Regions from separate parts of the Mus musculus genome. Here region 2 is linked to region 1. The links are chromatin contacts, called in public HiCAR-type maps. All regions are on one chromosome and are shown on one strand. Each heading gives the region's core, a stretch centred on a gene start, on an enhancer-like site or on the middle of the called end of the contact. The rest is flanking DNA. Distances are from core to core; before and after follow the strand shown. Region 1 holds the start of Ppp4r4 (protein phosphatase 4, regulatory subunit 4). Region 2 holds the start of Glrx5 (glutaredoxin 5).

Region 1 (3,080 bases), core at 314-2,813:
TGGAGACCAGGTCCGATTGGATGTATCAAATAGGCACCTTGGCCCTTTGTCCTGGCTTTGAGAGCTAATGGTTTGTTTCATGAAGAAGCCAGAGGAAGCTATCCAGTGTCTTGCCCTGCTTTTCTCCGTCATGGTAGGGTCTCTCATGGAAGTGGAAGGCAGATTGCAAGCTCTTGGGGTCCTTTTGTCTTCAGCCCCCACGTGTGGGGGTTACAGGCTCATGCTGGCTTTTTAAAAATTATTATTATTAAATGTGGGTGCTAGGATCTGAATTCATTTCTTTAGAACTGCCCAGCAAGTGTTCTTACTCTTTGAGACATCATGTGTGTGGTGTGTGTGTGTGCATGCCTGTAAGATGGAGTGAGTGTGGAGGTCATTGGACAACTTGTAAGACTCAGTCCCTTCTTTCACTGTGTCCAATGGATGGAACTGAGTGTCAGGTGTGGCACTTTTACCTATGTAAATGGCTGTGCACGTCTGCGTATTGTCAGGCGGTCAAAAGAGGGCCCTGGAATTGGACTTTCAGGGGTTTACTAGTCCCTACAGTAGCGCTAGGTATAGAAACTGTGTCTTCTGGAAGAGGAGCCAGTGTTTTTAACAACTGGGTCATCTCTCCAACCCTTCCCTGTCTTATTTTGACTAGAACCAAATGTAAGCGAGTTGAATCAATGTGCTCCCCTAGAGCAAGAGCAAGGTAGTGCTCCACCGAGGTCTTACACATCTCTTTCTACCCACTGTGCTAAGCACTACCTCCCAGTTCTCTAAGAAGAGCTGCACTCATCATGGCCCAAGTTTTATCCGAAAGGGCTGGCTGTAACCTCTCTTAGTAAATCCTTATTGATTTTTCAGGATTCAGTATAGGTCTTTTTTTTTTTTTTTTTTTTTTTTAAAGAAGGCATTTTGGGACATTTTCCTTCTTCCAACGTCAGGACTGCAGAACTGTATTCGCATATACCTGTCTCCTATCCTCAGGCACACACTAGGCACTAAACCAGCTTGATTTGGCCACTCGAGGGTCCCTAGGCCGGGAGTTGAGTTAGCAGGGGCTTGTCTACACCAGAAGCAGGCCAGCAGAGCAGCCACCAAATAACCAGAAAGTCACTCTCACAGGTGCAGAGGAGCCCAGCACACTGCACACTTCCCCCGCTTCACTCTCATTGGCTCAGCCTGCCCGCGCCCATTTCCCGCCCCCGGCCCGCCTCCTGGCCGCCTGGGGACGCGGAGAGCTCTGCGCACGCGCCGAGGGGCGGGGCTCGCCCCATAAGGGTGGGGCGGGGGCCCAGGGAGCCGGACCAGGGAGCGTCGTTGCGCGGCAGTTGCGTCCTACCTCGCGCGCAGACCCCGGGCGGGGGCGGGGCCGAGGCGGCCGCTGAGGCGGCTCCCTGTTCTGGTCCCGCCCCCTCCACCCGCCCCGCCCCCTCCACCCGCCCCGCCCCCTCGGTGCGCTGCTCTCCGGCTCCCGCCGCGCTCGTGTTCTCGTCGCCTGCGGCCTCTTGCTCTGCTTCCCCGCGGCCGAGAGCGGGACCAGAGAGTCCTTCTGGTGGGCGGCGCGGGGCTGCGCGCGTCCGGCATCCCGGGGCCGCTCGGGCGGGCCGGCGAGGGAGCCCCTCGGCGGTCCATGCATCCGCCGCCGCCCGACGCCGGCGTCGCGATGGATTTCGGGCAGAACAGCCTGTTTGGCTACATGGAGGACCTGCAGGAGCTCACCATCATCGAGAGGCCGGTCCGCCGGAGCCTCAAGGTGCGCGGGACCGAGAGACGCTCCCCTCAGGGCTGCCCGCCGTCCGACTGCCCCTCGGCGCTCCAGCGCCAGTCGCCCTGTCACCGCAGCCGCTTCAGAGCTTCATTCCCTGCCGCAGCCAAGGGTCGGCCTGTCCCTGACCCCTGACTGGAACCAGTCCCTTACCCTGGCTAGAGCTAGCCCTGCCTCCTGACTGAGGCTAGTCCCTTCCTCTGACTGGAGCCGGCTGGGTCCCTTGACTACGGCCAGCCCAGTCTCCGAACTGAAATCAACCTGCCCCTGACTAACTGGAATCAGCCGGGCCCCCCCGACTTGGTCCCCCGACTGCGGCCAGCCCTGCGCCCCACCCGGCTCCGGCCTCCCCCAGGAACGGCCAAGCCGCTGTTCTCGGGGCCAGCCTCCGCAGCCAGCTCCTCAGCCCGTGGTGCTGTCCCAGGTTCTGGTCGCTGGCCCATCCTGGGTTTCACACAGCCCTAGTTCCATCTCTCGCCCGGACGTCTCAGGTCCCATCCTTTCACGGTCCTACCCCCACCTCTGCATAAGATCAAGCTTGGGTCTCCCCGTGCAGCATGGCCTCCTTCACCTTCCAAGGAGAGGCACCCTTCCCAGAGTCGCCCTAGTTTAGGGTTTGAAAGCTTCTCCTCAACCCTTGCCTCCCATCCTGAGTCACCATGCATCCTTTTCCTCCCAGGTCCTCCAGGACTGTAGGCGGGACCCTGCTCCCCAGCCCCCTTGAGGGGAGTCAACCTTCTGTTTCCCCCCCTACCTCGCTCCCCAACCCCGCAGAGTCATCTTTCCAGCCTTGTGGGGTTTCAACCCTCATCCTCACAGATGACAAACCTAGTTTATGGGCCCCTTCCCTACCCTTCTTGCCAGTTCTTCATTACCTTTCTAGAGCCTTTGATTTTCTTTCCGTCTGAGTTCATTCGGTTCCCAACAGGAGCTACAAAGCTTGTCCTTTCTGTTTTATTCAACTCCCCTTTAAAGCATTTCCCAGTGTGGAAAATGTTGTAGCGGCTTGGGGTACTGCGTTGAAGACAAAAAAATATGTGAATATATAGGTAAATATGTTCACATGTGGTATGTATGTGTAATGAAGTTGATTCCATTGAGGTCCTACAGTCTATAAGGCAGAAGAGTACAGATAGTCCCCCCTCTCAGCACTCAACTGGAGATCTGTGTTTAATATGGTGTAGAACAATCCTCAGATTCCAGATTAGTTGTCATTGCTATAATTGTGAATTTTTACCAATAGGGTCTTCAAGGGTCTTTGGGAGCCAACAGTGACCAAATGTTTGTGTGCCTAATTTGCATTTTATCCTTGACAGACACCAGAAGA
Region 2 (3,146 bases), core at 574-3,073, 1.5 Mb after region 1:
CATCTTTGTATGGTACCTGGAATCAGAGGATCTGCAAAATAACAAGATTTTAGTTTGGGGCTTGCCATCAGAAAAAAATAAAAAAACCAGGAATCAATACAATGACAAGGAACCCGCCAGGCGGTTGGTTCCCATCTGTCTTCAGAGCGAGTGGCTCCGGTTTCCCTCTGAGCCACAGCTTAGCACATCCCATGGCTCACTCTGTGTGAACTCTGATTTTTTACATTCACTCCCCGGGTGCAAACAGACCACCTCCGGCAACACGCTTAGTCGCTCGAGGTTTTGTGGCAGTACTTAGTGTCCAACAGAAACCGCTCCGTCTGCTAAACAATATCTTGACTGCCAAGCTTCTCTGACTGTTGGTGGATCGACAATGACACGGCACAGCCATTATCACCGTGGCAACAGTACCCAGGCCCTATCAGAGGAAAATTGCACATGGGCCTGCTGCCTCTCGAGCAGGCATGCCTCAGCTTCCTCTGTTGTCTGCTTTCTCTGCAAGTCTGGTGTGCTCTAGGGTACCGCTAACCCAGCGCAGGGCCAAGACTGCAGATTAGATAGTGGGCTGCGGAGGCCTGCTGGCCAGGATCTGGATCTGCGTACTACCGGCGGGAGAACTGACCACACCCGGGGCTCTGTTCTAGGGGGAAGTCCATGTAAAAAAACGACGCGCCTGCCCACTCTTCTGCACCATCCCCAGCAGATGTGCAAGCAAGCACTCTACCCTGGGGCCATCATCATCTACACCGGAATTCACTAAGAGAATACTCTCTTTTATTACTGTCTGTGTGCATGTGACGGGGTGGAACTCTGGACGTCGCTTACACTAGGAAAACGACTTCCTACTGAGCTACATCCTCACCCTCCGTTTTCCCTCTTAAAAAGGGTCCTGCTGTACGGCCCGGGCTGACTCGGGCTTATTTAGAACTCCTGAGTTCAACTGATCCTCCTGCCTCAGCCTCTTAAGAGGCAAGGCAACGTTGCAGACAATGGCCACAGGGCCCGGCAACCCACCAATTCCCTTGTTCTTTCAATCCTTCCCGACCCCAGTAGTCACCGAGACCCCAAAGCCAGCCGTCCCACGGCTAGAGCACTTTACACGTTTCTACGAGAAGAGCATCATTCTAGAGGCCAGGGAGAGGGCTCAGCGTGCCAAGGGACTTACCCTGCAAGCTAGAGTTCCATCCCCGGACCCTTTATAAAAGTCGTCTTCTGAAGATGCATGCACGCAGATCATACATACACAATACTTATAGTTTTATGCTAAAAAAAAAAAAAACCTCATTCTGGAGGAAGAATCCCACGGGAGGCCGCAGGACACGGCTTGGATGTCCATGTGCATGGCGGGTCGGAGGCTGGAGCCCCGGGCAGACCAGGACACGCCAGGTTCGCGGCTGGCCTCAGCCGGTGAGGCATGGAAGGCCACCTCCTCTCTGGTGCACGCCATCGCAGGACTACCGGCCGCGTTACCGTAGCAATCACCGCAAAAGGAACCGGAAGCTGCGTCTGGACGTGACTCCTTCCCGGCGTGCCGCGGGCGGCAGAAGCCCCGCCTCGCGCCTGCCCTATCATCTTGGCGTATCCGGCCAGGCCTCGAACGCCCGCACGAGGAAAGCCGGCTTCCTCTAGTCACGCCTCTTCATGCCCTTCACCGACGGACGTCCGATTTGTCCAATCAACACGCAAAGCGGTCGTCCTCGCTCACTAGCAAGCCTGTAGGACGCGGCTCCCAGGGAAGGCCCACCCTACGGTGTAAGCGATGTGATTGGTGGAATTGAGCCAGTATTGTCCAATCACGAGACTCATCCCAGAGCTTGTCCAATGAGAGCCTCTGGTGGGCCGGCCGGACACCACGGGCTCTGTAAGCCCTGGAGTGGCCGCAGAGGCGGTGGACAGCGAGCGGGCATGAGCGCGTCCCTGAGCCGGGCGGCGGCGGCTCTGCTGCGCTGGGGGCGAAGCGCTGGTGGCGGTGGCCTGCCCGGAGCCGGCGTGCGGGCGGCGAGCTCGGGCGGCCAGGCGGAGCAGCTGGACGCGCTGGTGAAGAAGGACAAGGTGGTGGTGTTCCTCAAGGGGACGCCCGAGCAGCCCCAGTGCGGCTTCAGCAACGCCGTGGTGCAGATTCTGCGGCTGCACGGTGTTCGCGACTATGCGGCCTACAACGTGCTGGACGACCCGGAGCTGAGGCAAGGTCAGGCCCGTGGGATCCGATTGCGAGGGCGCGGTGAACTTGAGCAGATCCCGAGGAGCAAGGGCCTTCCCTGGTTGTGTAGCCACATGGGCGGAGGGTTCGCCTCGGCCCACCTCGGGGCGAGATGTTTCTGACTGCATAGGAGAGGGGGTAGTCGGCATCATGATCCCCTCTGAGCAGGTCGACTGGGGAGTGGCTGGCTGAGAGGGGGACTCACTGCGAATACCCTTGGGGACAATTTGAGGGCTTGGAAGCCAGCAGCGTACTTGCTAGGTGAGGGACTGATGCTACTACGTATGTAGGGAAGAGGTTTCAGGCTTGCCTGTGTGTGCCTAACGAGGTCAGAGGCTGACTAATAATGTTTAAGGCCCCGAGGGTCAGGGACTGTCTTCTTGCTGGAGAGAAGGTTTCACCATAGTCTAGCCGGACTCACGTTGGGAAAGACACGAAGTTTGTTTTTTAGATACTGTAGCATCAAAGAACAGTGTGTGGAGACTAAGACATGGTAGAGGCTCAGCGGAAAGAGGAAGCCACTAAGAAAACTTCTGACCCCCGACCAGATTAGCAAACTGCGGCCAGGTTGGGCCCAAAGGGCAGAGAGCAGAACAGCTTTTTACTGGCCCCAAGGCAAAGCGACTGCGTCCTGACGTCTAGTTGGAATCCTTTATACACAGTACCAGGCAGGCGCCTTTCTCTCCGTCTTGTGCTTGCTGTGAGCGAGGAAGAGAAAGGCCAGGGATTTGGTTCTGATTCTTGGCAAGAATCGGTCAAGGTGGGCCGGGTAATGGGAAAGCTGCCCCCTCCCCGCACCCTGCTCCTCCTTCAGTGGAATCCGGGGAACCCTGTATTCAAGTAGCCCCCCCCCCCCCATCTTACTGATTTAGTGCTCTGGGTTGGTCACTGTGCTGAGAGGAGACTTGTCTGTGTTAGAATGGAGTATGCAACATTTGCAATTACT

The links. HiCAR-type assays count read pairs that join an accessible place to other places.
Region 2: a HiCAR-type map of astrocytes shows a contact between it and region 1, with 4 times the contacts expected there. The contact joins the promoter of Glrx5 here to the promoter of Ppp4r4 in region 1. A contact is called at or near these places in 1 of 39 promoter capture datasets (pre-B cells) and 2 of 115 datasets of contacts at active chromatin or transcription factors (astrocytes and stem cell-derived neural progenitor cells).

The regions. Positions count from the first base shown.
Region 1 is chr12:103,531,002-103,534,081 of GRCm38.p6, forward strand. Ppp4r4 (protein phosphatase 4, regulatory subunit 4) reads left to right here and starts at 1,564. Exons shown (of 25, transcript NM_028980.3): 1 at 1,564-1,741; 2 at 3,070-3,080. The coding sequence starts at 1,619.
Region 2 is chr12:105,030,795-105,033,940 of GRCm38.p6, forward strand. It overlaps Glrx5 (glutaredoxin 5), which reads left to right and starts at 1,824. Exons shown (of 2, transcript NM_028419.3): 1 at 1,824-2,188. The coding sequence starts at 1,906. Snhg10 (small nucleolar RNA host gene 10) reads right to left here and starts at 1,485. Exons shown (of 2, transcript NR_003145.3): 1 at 1,166-1,485; 2 at 1-31. It overlaps Gm46374 (a long non-coding RNA gene), which reads right to left. Exons shown (of 3, transcript XR_003950254.1): 2 at 3,065-3,146; 3 at 2,184-2,898. Mir3069 (microRNA 3069) reads right to left here and starts at 347; the gene lies at 283-347. It also overlaps Scarna13.